Regions from separate parts of the Mus musculus genome. Here region 1 is linked to region 2. Evidence: chromatin contacts called from public Hi-C data. All regions are on one chromosome and are shown on one strand. Each heading gives the region's core, a stretch centred on a gene start, on an enhancer-like site or on the middle of the called end of the contact. The rest is flanking DNA. Distances are from core to core; before and after follow the strand shown. Region 1 overlaps A930027H12Rik (RIKEN cDNA A930027H12 gene). Region 2 overlaps Tbc1d22a (TBC1 domain family, member 22a).

The links. Hi-C and Micro-C count contacts between places; a contact is called where the count stands out from the background.
Region 1: a contact with region 2 is called in a Hi-C map of cerebellum, with 2.7 times the contacts expected there. The contact joins two enhancer-like sites. A contact is called at or near these places in 7 of 484 Hi-C or Micro-C datasets (cerebellar granule neurons, cerebellum and embryonic stem cells) and 1 of 9 other capture datasets (pancreatic islet).

What each region holds. Positions count from the first base shown.
Region 1 is chr15:87,198,782-87,205,981 of GRCm38.p6, forward strand. All of the region lies in intron 2 of A930027H12Rik (RIKEN cDNA A930027H12 gene), which reads left to right. Among named protein-coding and RNA genes, the nearest start is that of A930027H12Rik, 100 kb to the left of the region's middle. Within about 2 kb of position 1,745, at least 10 of the 459 cell types and tissues checked have an H3K27ac peak or open chromatin away from gene starts, as enhancers often do. A contact at or near this core is called in cerebellar granule neurons and cerebellum, where this site is marked.
Region 2 is chr15:86,232,252-86,239,251 of GRCm38.p6, forward strand. Tbc1d22a (TBC1 domain family, member 22a) reads left to right here. Exons shown (of 13, transcript NM_145476.2): 2 at 2,479-2,535; 3 at 3,265-3,602; 4 at 6,866-7,000. Among named protein-coding and RNA genes, the nearest start is that of Tbc1d22a, 21 kb to the left of the region's middle. Within about 2 kb of position 2,545, at least 39 of the 459 cell types and tissues checked have an H3K27ac peak or open chromatin away from gene starts, as enhancers often do. A contact at or near this core is called in cerebellar granule neurons and cerebellum, where this site is marked.

The sequences.
Region 1 (7,200 bases), core at 495-2,994, 970 kb after region 2:
GTCTCATGAAGGCTTTAAAGTGACAGAAGAAAAAAAGACAGCCCACAGATCAAGGCTCTTGACAAACATGTCCGTGGAAACACCAAGCAGGAGTTGACAGAGAAGAAGAAAATCTTTCCTGTGGGGCCTGTCCAACTTCAGTCCCACAGTGACACACGTAGCCCAAGATAGCCCACATGTAGCCCAACATGACATCACAAAGGTACTCAAAACATAATCTTAATTTTTTTCTTTCAAAACTAAATTATGCACTTTTTCAAGGAGGAGCTTTTGTTGTGGGAGGTTGAACACACCTATATGATGCTGCCCCAGAGCACCTATAGCTCACAAGTTGGTGAAAGCTATTGATGTGCCCCACAGGTTTCAAGTGAAAGCTACAAGGTTGTTAGGTCAGACCCTGAGGCGGTCAACAGCTGACTGTCAAGGGGGCTGAGATCCACGGTGATTTGTCTCTGGATTTGCACCATTCCAACCCTTCAGAAACACCAGGACCTAATCAGCCAATCTGACCTTGAAGGCTCTTCAGCATGGCCCTGGCTGTTTATTTTCCTTGAAAATTCAGTTCAGAAGTATTTAGTCTCCACTTGATTTGTTTTGGATGTGAAGGATTTCAGACACAGCAATCTGTCACTGCTCGTGTGGCATGCCACATGTGAACGTCGTCACAGGTTGATTCCCGAGGAACGGCCATCCTGCCCTCGGTTTTATAAACTGAAGGAATCACACATCAAAGTGTGGAGTTTAGCAAAAGAACTCTGGGTGTTCTGAGCTTCTGACAATCTCAGGCTGGGTTGTCATGAACCCAGTTCTGCTCTCTGTGCAGTCTTATGGAAGACATTCCCACGAGAAAGGCACTGACCTATTTCCCATGTACCTTGCACTTCCGAATGACATGGTAGCCAGGTACCCGAGCTTTGTTCATCCCAAGGGATACTCCGGACCCAGGGAGACAGCCTTCACCCTCATCAGAGCAGCTGTGACCACTTGTAAGAGAACCTCAAGATCTGCTCTGTTGCCTGCTGGCGTCCCCTCACAGAAGGAGGCGGTGAACAGGGCCATCTGACCCGATCTCAGATTCCAGCTGCTTTCTCCTGAACCTCCCAGCTAGCTGTATTTGGTTTTGACCTAATTGCACAGGGCCTGGTGTGAGCTCAGGAGTACTTATATGGAGTGTGGAGGATTAACTGAAGGTGAACCCCACCCCATGCAGCTGTGAGAAAAATCCTCACCTACGCGATAGTGGTGGGGTTGCTGTGGAGTCCTGAGTCACTCTAAATAACTGCCCACGCAGGCTCTGTAAATAAGCCCCATAAAGTCACCCCCTAAAGCTGGACTTTGGTAGAACTGTACTTCATTTACCGTTGATGCCCCGGGAGAGGGGCATTGATTCGTTTATATCTCTGCAGAGAACGGGATCCCTCAACACCAGTTGATCTTACTGTGCTTGCTTGAATCCCAGTTCACAGGGAGTAGCTGTGTCTCACCCATTCTCTTTCCCAGGCTCAGCATATGCACACTCGTCTTTTTGTGTCTCTTGTGCATGCCTCATCGGTGCCTCTAGGAGAGTGGACCAAAAAAACCGTTAATCTCAAAGAGTCAGACCCTGGGATCCCGCCAGGTTTGGCTGCTCCGTTAGCTATTCTCAGGCACTTCCTGTCCCCTCAGGCCTCAGCCTTCCCATCTGTAGAGCTTCGACTTAGATAGCAGCTTGCTGTGGCTCCATCTGCCACTAAGGAATCCCTTGGGGTCCTGGACAGATGGCTCTCGGGCCATGCCCACTTCTGCCAGCATCAGAATGTACGGCCCAGGAGACAGTGCGGGTCTCATTCAGCGGCTCTTGTCTGAAAAAAAGAAAAATGAAAAGACAAACAAAAAACAAAAACAAAAAAACAAACAAAAAACGGTGCTTAAATTTAGCCAAAAGCTAGTTTCCTGTCACATTCACCTGGAACGCTCAAGCTGACTGACCAAGCGAAGGAAGAAACTCTTCTCGGGACAGCTGTCCAATGGGAGAACAACTCTCAACTGGCCAGCAGCCTGCCTCCTCCTCCCTTGGCTTCCCCTCCCCAGCATCAGCATGCACACATGCTCGCTTGTTCTGCCGTCTGATTCCTCCACAATCAGCATCCACGGAAAGATGCGTGATGTTGGCTGGGGCTGTGATCCTTCAGACGTTGGAAGCCCAGTCCCCTTTCCAAGGCCAGTCCCTGTTATCAGACTAGCCTCCTAGGGATGATGGGGTCACCCTGTAAAATGTCCCCAGGCTGGAACAAGAGGCGGCAGAGCTCTTAGAGACCGGGTGACTGGTATTTTTTGAGATATGCTGGTTTCTATAGGCAGCGAGTGATGGAGGAGGCCCTTGCTTTCAACCCAGCTGAATCCTGTCTAGGCTCGGGCAGCTCATTGTTCTGGCTTGTCAGGAGGCTTGCCTTACCCAGAGTATTTCTTCCACCACATTAGCCACCCCCTGAGCTTTGATCTGCAAATTTGACAAGCGGCCCTGTTAGGTCTTTATCCAAGCCATTGATAGAATCACTGGACAGGGACAGGGCGAGGACAGGTGCACTCCACACAAGACCTCCCTCCACCTTGATATAGATCCATGAGTCAATGAGCCCCTCGCTGTCATTTAGGCTGTTCTGTTCTATCTGCCAGCAGAAGCTTCCACCCATCTGCCTGTGGTGACAGAGAGGGCACTTCACAAGGCTTCCTCTGAAGCTTGCATGGGAAGACTCCACGCCCCCGTGAATTTGTCTGCTGAAGATGTGCCCTCCCTGCAGCCCTGGGCCAGCCACGCTGACTTGCTCTGTGCTTGTCCTGCCCCCTTCCCCCATGGGGCACTCTTCATCAGTGTCTGTGCTGGGACATTCCCAAGGGTCCTTCCCCTTGGCAGAGCAGGGCCATAGGGTTAACCAAATGCCCTGTCCTGAAGCCTGCACACGGTAATACAGATGTGCAGGGCATCTGGGTGGAGGCTATACATCTTCATTTTTCTGATCCCCTCTCTCCCAGTTCAAGGAAGAGCTCCAATAGCTACTTAGCCAGTCGGAGCGTACAAACGTTCATATCTTTCCATTCTTCAGTGGATCTTGCAGGGTCTGTATTAGATGATCCCTGTCTTTGTCCCTTGGTGGGGGGCGGGGGGGAGGCATTGTGTTTCATTGTGTTTTTTAAAGCTGCTGTTTCCTGACACATAACTGCGATGCGAGATTCAGTTCTTCGTGTCTCCACATAAAGTTACATGTGAGCAGCTGAGTTCCTGTGCCTGTTTTCATACCACTGAATGGAATTCAGGCACTGAGCACTCCCAGGGCCAAATGCTGTGGTCATTGGCCAGTGGCAGAGGACATCTTCAGAGACCATTGGGACACAGCTGACCTCATCAGTGAGTAGAGGAAATGTCAGCTCCCAGGCTAACTCACCACCTACCTCAGGAGTGTGTGAAAATGCTTACCTGGCAGAGTACAGAGTGGTGGTCACAGTGGGGAGTGGAAAAGACAGACCCCACTACCCTTATAACACAGACATAGAAAAAGGCCAACAGGACACAGACCTCCGTATTATCAAAAGGAGCAACATAAAATGGCAAGGGGCTCGTGGCAGAGAGAAAGGTAACTAGAGGTAGGCACAAGAGAAAGTAAGAGATTGAAGGCCATGCCTGGAAATGTTGGTGTGTGGTCTGGCAAGGGGCAGCAGGGTAAGGGAACAGGGCCGATGTTGACCAAGGCCCTGTAGATAGAGGACTGGGTTCTGCTCTCAGAGGACAAAGCACTGGGCGTTTGAACATGGCAATCTGCCATGAAATGACTTGCTTTTTGTAATGGTTGGAGTAGACTTGCAAAGAGTATTACTCGTGTGTTCTGTGTGAGGTATAGGGACCTGCGGGTCAGAGTCATGTGTGTTTTGGTTTGGTTTGGTTTTGCCAATGATCACTGCTCCTTTTTCAACCTACCTTCCCTCCCTCTTCATTTTGTTAGTAATAATTCCCTGTGTATCAGTGTGGTGGTTTGAATAAGAATGGCCCCATGGGCTCATAGATTTAAATGCTTGGTTACCAGGTTAGAAGGATTAGGAGGTGGGTGTGGCTTTGCTGGGTGTGGCTTTACTGGAGGAAGTGTGTTACTGGGGGCAAACTTTGAGGTTTCTAAAGCCCATGCCAGACTCAGGCATTCTGTCTCTGTCTCTGTCTCTGTCTCTGTCTTTCTCTCTCTGTCTCTCTGTCTCTCTCTCTCTCTCTCTCTCTCTCTCTCTCTCTCTCTCTCTCGTGTGTGTGTGTGTGTGTGTGTGTGTGTGTGTGTGTGTCTAATAGAGAAAGCAAGCAAGCGTGCAGGAATCTGAATTGGTCCTGGTGGCACAGACCTTTGATTCCAGCTATTCTGGAAGATAGCTGAAGGCCTGTTCTGGCTACAGAGCATACATGGCCAGCCTAGAGGCGTTCTAGAGATGCTGATGCAGAATAAAAAATTGGTATGGCTGGCTATAAATTAGCTCAACGGTGGCATGCACAAGGTCTTAGGATATACCCCCAACATCATGTCTAGAAGTGGGGCTTTGGGTTATGTTTGAATTTAGAAAGTTAAAGGAAGATCTCTGGAAGTGTACCCCATAAGTGAACTCGGTGAGGAGAGAGATCAAAAGAGGTGCATGGGTCGGCTTTCCTCCTGTGTTGGCGTGGTACTTTACCACAAGAAAGCTGTCTCGAGGACACCCCCTCTTGCTTAGACTGAGTAGGAGTCAAAATGAACCGGTTTTCCTCAACATTGTCCAGCCTTAGGTGCTTTATGCTGATGAAAACCAGCCCACTATTCCCTGTGTCTGTCATGACACTTTATCTTTATCATAGACTTCCTCAATACCAAATCATACCCAAACTAGAAGCTAAAGTCATTACTTCTCACAGCCCTACCCCAGTTCCCACAGGAGCTGGCCTTTCTCCTCTCCCAGAAACCTTTCTGTCTACACTGTATTACTTTATCATACCCCATCATACATCCTTTTCGTCTCCCTTCTTTCTACTCAAAAAGTAGCTAGAGTCTCTGCAACTTCTCTGAAGCTTGTTCTAGAATCACCTTCCTCGGGGCGCTGCTTTCTCCACAGCAGACAGTACCCAGTGCACTGAAGCCCATCACATACATTTACCTATGGCTACCTGGCATTTTGTCTATTCTTTCCCAAAGGTTTGTGGATGTCTGTTTCCTTCACAGCCAGGACTCTCATGCCTGGATAGTGTAGATTCTCTGCAAAGGCACTGGGATTCAGCCACTGTTCCTTAGTTATCCGATGTGGTAGTTTGAATATGCTTGGCCCAGGAAGTGACACTATTGGAAGACGTGGCCCTGTAGTCGGTGTAGCCTTGTTGGACGAAGTATGTCACTGTGGGAATAGGCGTTGAGACCCTCCTCCTAGCCACATGGGAGATGGTCTTCTTCTGTTGGCCTTTGGAACAACATGTAGAACTCTCAGCTCCTCCAGCACCATGCCTGCCTGGATACTACCATGCTTCATGCTGAGATGACAATGAACAGAACCTCAGAACCAGTAAGCCAGGCCCAGTTCCATTATAAGAGTTGCTGTGGTCATGGTGTCTCTTCTCAGCAATGGAAACCCTAACTAAGACAGATGTGCTGAGAGACATTCAGAGTCACACCACAGCCTCCACCTACATGGTCCCTCATCCCATCCCCTAGACTCTGACCTATTTCAGTAAATGCTCAGGGACAGGATGCCTTCTGATTTTAGAGCACATTGCCTGACATTCACCCCATGTGGCCTGTGTCTCTGGGGTCCTGTTATTCTCTGTTCCTAGGCAGGACTCCGCTTCCCAAGCTTTGTGGTTGGTGATCGCTTCCTCACATACCATTGCCCGCAGCCAAGTCTCTGACGATCCTCAGAGGAGAACACTGAACACTTGCATTTCACAGATGTTCTTTCAGCACCTCAACCCAGCTGCTGACTTTTCCTGGCTGCTCATCTCTCTGCAGTCACCAGCACAGCTCCAACAGGTACCACTGCAGTGACTGTCACTCTCCAAAAGGTGCCTGTCACTCCAGGCTCGATCAGCCACACACATCCATGTAATTTTCCTCCTTATCTGCAGAGGATTTTTTTGTTTGTTTGTCTGGAGTTTTTTCTTTTTTGTCCCCCTCAGGTGCCTCTCTCTTTTTCCCTGCCCACCATGCCAGGTGGGCATCAATAGTTTCCCATTGTTTGTACAATTAGAGATTGTCAGTGCTGGAGGCCCTGTCTTTCCACTCTGGGGACATAATCTTCCTTCCTACTTAAGTCTTTCTGCTGTTTAAGATTCTGCATCTGTATTCCAAATGAACCCTGAAGGGAAATTCTTCTGTGCATCGTCCTGCCTGACAGCCCAGCGGGATGACAGCCCAGGGCAGTATGGGAAACTCACCTAAGGTGAAACATCTTCTAAATTCCTACCTTAACATGGAGTGTGGAGAACACTTGGAAGGACTTTGAAGAACTAACTCTTTCACAGCTCTGAGGAAAACAAGTCTACAGCATGGTTTGTTGGCTGTGTCTCAGTAGATTGAGGAGCCCCACCATGAGGCTGGGCCAGAGTTGTCAAACGTCCACCAGAGCATGGGTGCTGACACACCCAGAGACACACAGCCAAGTAGGGAGATGCATAGAAAGACACTGAAGAAAATCTCAGCCTAGTGCTTAGCTGACATTTATACCAATCCAGGAGGGACGTCAGTGGTCACGTGATAAATAACACAACTTTTATAAGGACAGTTTAAGGAAATCACTGAAAAATCACACAGTGGGACAGCAGACACTGGCTTGGGCCCTCTGGCTTTCAGACTAGTCCCACAGTGTCACTTACAAAGAACAGGTGTAGTACTGGGAGATAGCTCAGTCAGTAACGTGCTTACTATACAAGCGTGAACATCAGAACATACAGAAGAAGCAAAGCATGATGATACCTGATAATAACCCCAGGACTAGGAAGGAGGCAAAGGAGGCGGAGGCAGAGGCGGAGGCAGAGGCAGAGGCGGAGCCAGAGACGGAGGCAGGAGGATCCCTTGGTCTCACTGGCCAGCCAGGCCAGCAAGGCCAGCCTCATTAGGAAGTTCCAGGTCAATGAGAGACACTGGTTCTCCCTGCACATGTCACATACCACCCCATTGAAGTTTGCATATATAGAGATGGAGATGGAGATGGAGATGGAGATGGAGATGG
Region 2 (7,000 bases), core at 1,295-3,794:
TTCACAGTCAACCTTGGGTAAACTCATTATGTTGTAGCCATATGGCAGCACAGTGTGAAATTAGAAGTGATGCTGTCCAGGGAGGTGGCACGGGCCAGAGATGAGGGAACCAGAGCTCATTCTATTCCTGTGGGGTTTACAACGTTTAATGTTGAAATAATTAAGATTTACAAGGAGTTGCAGGCAAGTCCGAGCACTCTCCGCCTCAGAGTGGCCTTTTACATTTACATATGCTACTTGTAGGCTCCTCACACATCAGGTAACACAACTGAAGGTAAACAAATGACTTAAGTAAACTGAAGAAGAAGGAAGTAATAATTTGGGGAAATACTTCACATCACAGAGTCAGCAAGGTAGAACTTAATTTTAAAAAAGATTTATTTTTATTATTAAAAGTATTTTATTTATGTATTTGCTTGTGTGTGTGTATATATGTGCCGCAGCATGTAGGTAGAGGTCAGCGGTCAGCTTGTAGGAGTTGTTTTCTCCTTTCACTATATGGGTCCTGGGGATTGAACAAACTTAGTTTGTCAGGGTTAGGGGCAAACAGTTTTATCCACTGAGTTGCTGTAGTGATCCTAACTTTTCTTTCTTTTTTTTACTTTTAATTATGTTTATATGTGTGGTGGTGGAGGGATGTGCATGTATGAATGCAGGTGCCCATGGAAGCCAGAAGAGGGATTTGAAGATGGAGTTATAGGTAGCCTTAAGATGCTTGATGTGGGTGCTTGGAATTGAACTTGTGTCCTCTGCAAGAACTGTATGTTCCCCCTCTCTCTCTGTCCATCTCTCCATTCCCAGGATTTAAAGAAAACTTCCTTCTAAGCTTTTCCTTGCTGTGGATGGGAATCAACACTGGACAATGTGGGGAGGGAGGGAGAGGGAGAGGGAGGGAGGGGGAGCAGCTAGCTCTAAATGGGAAGTCTTTATCAGACCCCTTCCTTCAAGGCTTAGGGAATCTGTGCAGAGAGATTCCCAGAGCCAGAGGTGATGGATGACCCCAAGGAAACCCAGCAGGATGAGCCACACATTAGTTCACAGGGGCTGACAGCAGGCACAAGACCTGTACACGTTCAAACCAGATCAGATTCCAGCACTGAGAAGGGGACGTGGACACACAAAGTCCCACCCTTCTTCAAGAGACTATTTGAAAGGGACAATCTGTTTTCTCCAGTGGAGTCTGACTGGGTTTATCAACCACACTGCAGAGTACCTGGCCCACACAAAGTGTATTCTGGGTTGGTTTGTGCACTTTTTGTTTTTTATCTTTCTGTTTTGTCTTGATCTTTCTTTCTTTCTTTCTTTCTTTCTTTCTTTCTTTCTTTCTTTCTTTCTTTCTTTCTTTCTTTCTTTCTTTCCTTCCTTCCTTCCTTCCTTCCTTCCTTCCTTCCTTCCTTCCTTCTTTCTTCTTGCGAGGGAGGTGGGGAGGATCTGAGAGGATCTGGGGAGAGGGATCTATTAAAATAAAAACATCTTTTAACTCACTTAAAAATACTACACATATTTGTGTGTGTGTGCGCGCATATGCACATGTCACCCACAGCACTTGGATGGAGATCAGGAAACAACTTTGAGAATCAGTTTTCTCCTTTCCCCATTAGATGATTGAACCCAGGGATTGGACTCAGGTTGTCAGGCTTGGCAACTAGCGCCTTTTACCAGCTGAGCCCTCCATGGTCCCAGGACTTCATAAAAAAAAAAAAAAGCCTGCATGTGCTTACCTACATTGCTCTTTATGTCTCTCTGCACGCTTCTCCCTTCATCAGGGTCTTGTGTCGGAACCCCAGAGTGGGATGTCAGTTAGGGTGTCTGACGCCAGTGGCTCTGATGAGTAGGGATTCCTTTGTCTCTTGTGCCTGGAAGGGAAAGGAGGTGATCTGCCTGGACCCCAGCTCAAGGAAGCCATCACAGGGCCACTCTATCTCCTGCTGTACCAGCCTTCAGAGGTGGCTTCATTCTTGAGACTTCTCATGCCGAGGTGACAGATATCCTGGCCTCACCTCAAAGGGACATGCCTGACTCAGAGGAGCTGAGGTTCAAGGGTACTGGCTGAGCCTGTCTGGTTTTGGTGGGAGAGTCGCACCCTCATATGTTTTTAAATTGATTACATCTTTACAAAATTCTTTATGTTTGGATAACCAGAGGCGCATCTGGTGGATATTCCCAGTGAGGTTACCTTGTGAGGTTGTGTCGTGCTTGTGAAACACATTTGTGAGCAGTGGCTCAGGAACCCGGTGTTCCCAGTGGTCTGAGGACTCCTGGGGCTCCCTGATGGTCCAGAGCATCGTGGGGTGTGTGGGCCTGTGGGCGCCGTAGCCCCGGTGGCTGACATGCAGCTGCTGATGGGTGTGGCTCTTCCTGGCGTGGGGCTGAGGAGCTGGCAGTTTTCTTGATTCACCATTGGGCTTTCAGCAGAGCTAAAAAACCCGAAAAACCAAAAAACCAAAAACCCTAACGTTTTGTTTCCTGTTCTCCTAGCATCCAGCATGTGTATGGAGCCCAGCACCCACCGTTTGATCCGCTGTTACATGGCACGTAAGTGGCAGTTGGTGACCTGCTTCTGCCAGCTCATTGGAGGTTCAGAGGGAGGGGAAATGTTCTCTCAGTCAGCAGATGGCCTAGCCACTTGCTTTGTGAGACACTACTGTCCGAGAGTAGTTCCCCCTGTAGCTGGGCAGTGGGATGTGGGGCTGCAGAGAGCTGGCACTCCTGGCTTGAGGGCAGCGTGGCTCCAGACTGTCCTTACACCGCACCTGAACCCTTCCTCGGTCCTGCACTCTCTCTGTCCTGGTGGTGGCTCTTCTGAGTATTGGGCCTAGCCCAGTGCTGGTGTGGCCCTGCAGGGCTGCACCTGTCTGTCATATTTCTAGACTTCTACTGGGGCCTATGCCATGTGTTGTTGTCAAGCTTGGAGGGACGTCCTTTGAACTATTCTGTCTCCGAGTGTGTATGCCAAGGCCCCGTTTTCTGCAAGGTCCTCTTGCTCTGTACCCGTCCGCTGCTGCTTTAGGAGCTTGGCTGAGATGGAGGGAGCGTGAGAATGTACTTTCTAGCCTTGGCACCATTGCTGTGTAGTTCTGTGCTGCTTGGTGGCTCTTGTCTGGAACGCCTCCCTCCCTATCACGTAGCCTGTGCAGTGCCAAGTCCTATTTTGATGCCCACACTTTGTGCTTTTCTTGGCACCCTCATCTAGATGAAGTACCTTCTCCCTTGGGATTCTTTTTTTGGCTGAGTGTGCACAGTAAAGACACCTTTGCTTTGTAGCTTGCTCAAGTCCACGCCCAAGGTGCCCACCACTCCGGTGAAGGCCAAGCGGGTCAGCACCTTCCAGGAGTTTGAGAGCAACACCAGTGATGCTTGGGATGCCGGTGAAGACGATGATGAGCTCCTGGCCATGGCGACAGAGAGCCTGAACTCTGAGGTGGTCATGGAGACAGCACATCGTGTCCTGCGCAATCACAGCCAGAGGCAGAGCCAGCCTTCACAGAAGACGACAGAACCAGAGCCAGAGCCTCAGCCCATAGCAGAGCCTCCTGTACCTCCCAGTGGTGACCTTCGCCTGGTGAAGTCTGTCAGTGAGAGCCACACTCCTTGTCCTTCAGGTAGGGATGAAGGGACAATAGAGCCAAGGAAGGATTGGATTGGAATAAAGAGGGCTGTGTGCCTGTTTGCACCAGGACTCTGGGCCTTGAGAGCCTGTACGGCCATCTTTCATGCGGATGTGGCCCTCCCAGGCCCGTGGGCTCCAGATGGTCTTTTCTTTATTTGGGGACCAGGCTTGTGGCTGGTGTGGGGGCCCAAGAAGAGGGCCACTGGGGAGCACAGGCGATGGGAGATCCTAGGCTTCTTCAGAAAGGAGCCAGGAGTGCCCACGCATGCCTCCCCTGGGTAAGGGTGCTCTCATTTACAGATGAAAAACAGATCCATAGTAGTCTAAGGCCACCCTGCTAGATTCAGAAAGGGGCTTTTACATAGCCTCATTTTCAGAACCGCCTTCTGAGAGTTGATGGGCTAAAGCCTTACCATGTCTTCAGGTGAGAAGCTGGTTTTATTTGATTTGTAGCAAATTTGGAAGTCCGAGTTTACAGGGGAAGGTGGCTTTCTCTGAATCTGATGGGGGATTGCTCCCTTCTACCTCCTGTCTGCTTAGTCTAGGCAGGCTGCCCTCTAGTGGCGGCATCCAAGGATTGACAGGAACCTTGGATTCTGCCCACCCCTGTGCTCATGCAGTGGTGGACACAACTTCTCACGTGCCCACAGCTGGCTGGACCGAGGGCATTGCTATTGCTGGTGTTGGCCCTCAGCACACCATATGGAGGAGCTGAGAGTGGTGGATCACAGGATATCTGACTTGGAGGTCCAGATCAGAAACAGACTCATCTCCAGGAGATGATGGAGCTTGGTGGTGTCACACTGTGGCAGCCTCTCCAGTACAAGTAAACACTTCTCAGGACGTCTTGTTCCTGGGGAAGGGGCTTTGAGCTCTTTGCTGTGTCCTGCAAACCTTGGGCTGAGCGTCCTGTATTTGTTATCTGGGAGAGATTTTTTTTTCTTGAGCATTTAATAATAATAGCATGTTGTTGCTCATTGTATGGCTAATACCACAGCCAGCCCCTTGGATGGTAAATTCTTCAAACTCCTCAGGCTTCTAGGAGGGAGTTGTGTTGTTCTTCCTTTACAAATGTAGTACCAAGAAGACCCCTAGCTGCTCAGGAGAGGTGGCTTGGGGTGGGGCTGGGGTTGTCTGTGGCTCTAGAGTTCCTCCTGTTAGTGCGGGCTCCTGCAGAGACCAGGAGTTCTCATCCAGAGATCTTGCTCTCATGTTGGATAGTGTGTGTCACTGAGCATGGTGTGTGCTCAGATTTCTGCAGTGCCCTGACAGAGACTGAATATTGCCACACCCTCATCAGTCAGGCCAGGGAGTCCTGCACCGTAGTTAGTGAGACCTCTACCAGGATTAGTTAGATTGGCTCTGGGAGCTGCAGGAGTGTGTCTATCCAGGGCTTAGCCCCTGTTGCCATAGAGTGCTACCCTCTGATCATAACAGCTCACCTCTTCACCAGAACGGCTGCGACTGCTTGCAAGAGACCCTCAAGATGGGACCTGCTGGCTGTGAATGTTTCCTCATAGTAGGAAGAAATGTGAGGGACACTGGATCCTTACCTCAGATTCTCATCACTCCCTCCTGTGCCTCCCAGATAGCTGTGTGCGACTCTGTCCTAGTCAGTGTTCTGTTGCTGTGAAGAGACGCCAGTGACCACAGCAATGCGTATAAGAGAAAGCATTTAGCTGAGGCTTGCTTATATTTAGAGGTCTAATCCATCACGGCCATGGTGGGAAGCACAGTGGCCTGCAGACAGGTGGGGTGCTGGGGAAGTAGCTGAGAAGTCTTTTTTTTTTTTTTTTTTTTTCCCCGAGACAGGGTTTCTCTGTGTAGCCCTGGCTGTCCTGGAGCTCACTTTGTAGACCAGGCTGGCCTCGAGCTCAGAAATCCTCCTGCCTCTGTCTCCAGAGTGCTGGGATTAAAGGCGTGCGCCACCACGCCTGGCCCCTAGCTGAGAATTCTATATCCAGATCCGTAGGCAACAGGGAGAGAGAGACACACACAGACCTGCCTTGAGCATTTGAAACCCCAAAGCCCATCCCCAGTGACACACTTCCTCCACGGCCACACCTACTCCAGCGAGGCCACACCTCCTAATCCCTGTCAAGTAGCTCTACCCCATAATGACCAATCATTCAAATATCTGAGCTGTAGGACCATTCCTATTGTAGCCATCTCAGCCCTGGATGCTAGAATGTAGACATAATGGAGGATCTCTGGCGCTTGCTGGCTAGTCAGTCAAGCTAACTCAGTGAGCTTCATGCCCAGTGAAAGAACCTGCCTCCAAAAATAGAGTCGAGAGGGACTGAGGAAGACACCTGCTGTTGAACTTGATTGCACATGCAGATGTACATATGTGCATCACACACACATGCATAGATTCCCCACGGTGTTCTGCTCCTGAGCTCCAGGGCTGATGTGTGGGAGGGTGTATTTTGGGTGCTTGTCTATAGGGCCTAAGGCAGACACCAGCATGTTGAATTTGGATCTTTCCTGAAGCTCCCTCTTGACTGCAAACTGGTCTGTGCCTTCTGAGAGTTGAGGCTGCTGGGTAGAGTCAGGGACCACAGAGCCTTATGCCCTTGGTTCCTGTGGCTCTTTGTTGGGTGACCTGGCTCCTCTCTGGGCTGTTCCTAGCCAGATCCCAGAATGGATTGTGCCATCTCCCCTCCCTCCTCAGGACTCCTTGAACCTGCAGGGTTTGGGGGGGGGGGGGGCAGCTAAGGAAACCCCGAGAGAGGGGCTCCTGACTTGTCCATGAAGGCTCCTTGCCTGCCTGGCTTTCTTTGTCCCTGTGTGCTAGGACTTGGGATGGGTGGATGGGTGGGTGGGTGAGTGGTGGTGGGGCACTGAATGAGATGTGCTCTGGTCCTTCTGAGCCTCCTGGTCACTTACCTGCTGTCCTCAGTGCCTTTGTGGCATCATCCTTTCCTTTTCTGATGGACAGTGGCTTGCCTGCCGAGTACACCTGGGTGGCCCATTAAGCCTACTGTCCAGGCCTGTGGATATCTGAAGGCTGCAGAGGAGTGCTTTGGATTTTGTTGGCTATCAGGATGTATCTGTTTGTCTGGTGAACAGTACTTCATTAGTGAGCTAGTGTTTGGTGCTGGGTGATGGGAGGGAGGGAGAGCTGACCAGATGATGGTCACAAAGGCCCATGGTAACATGGTGAGCACCTGGGCACATGGGTAAAAGAGAAGATGTGCTCAGGGGGCCAAGGGCTTCTGCTAACCTTGCCCTTTGCTCTTCTGCCCTTTCTAGAGAGCACCGGTGATACAGTCCCTCTGCAACGGTCCCAGTCTCTTCCCCACTCGGCCACAGTGACACTGAGTGGGACATCTGACCCACATGCCCTTGCTGACTCAGCCCTGAGTAAGAGAGAGACCTCTCGGCTGG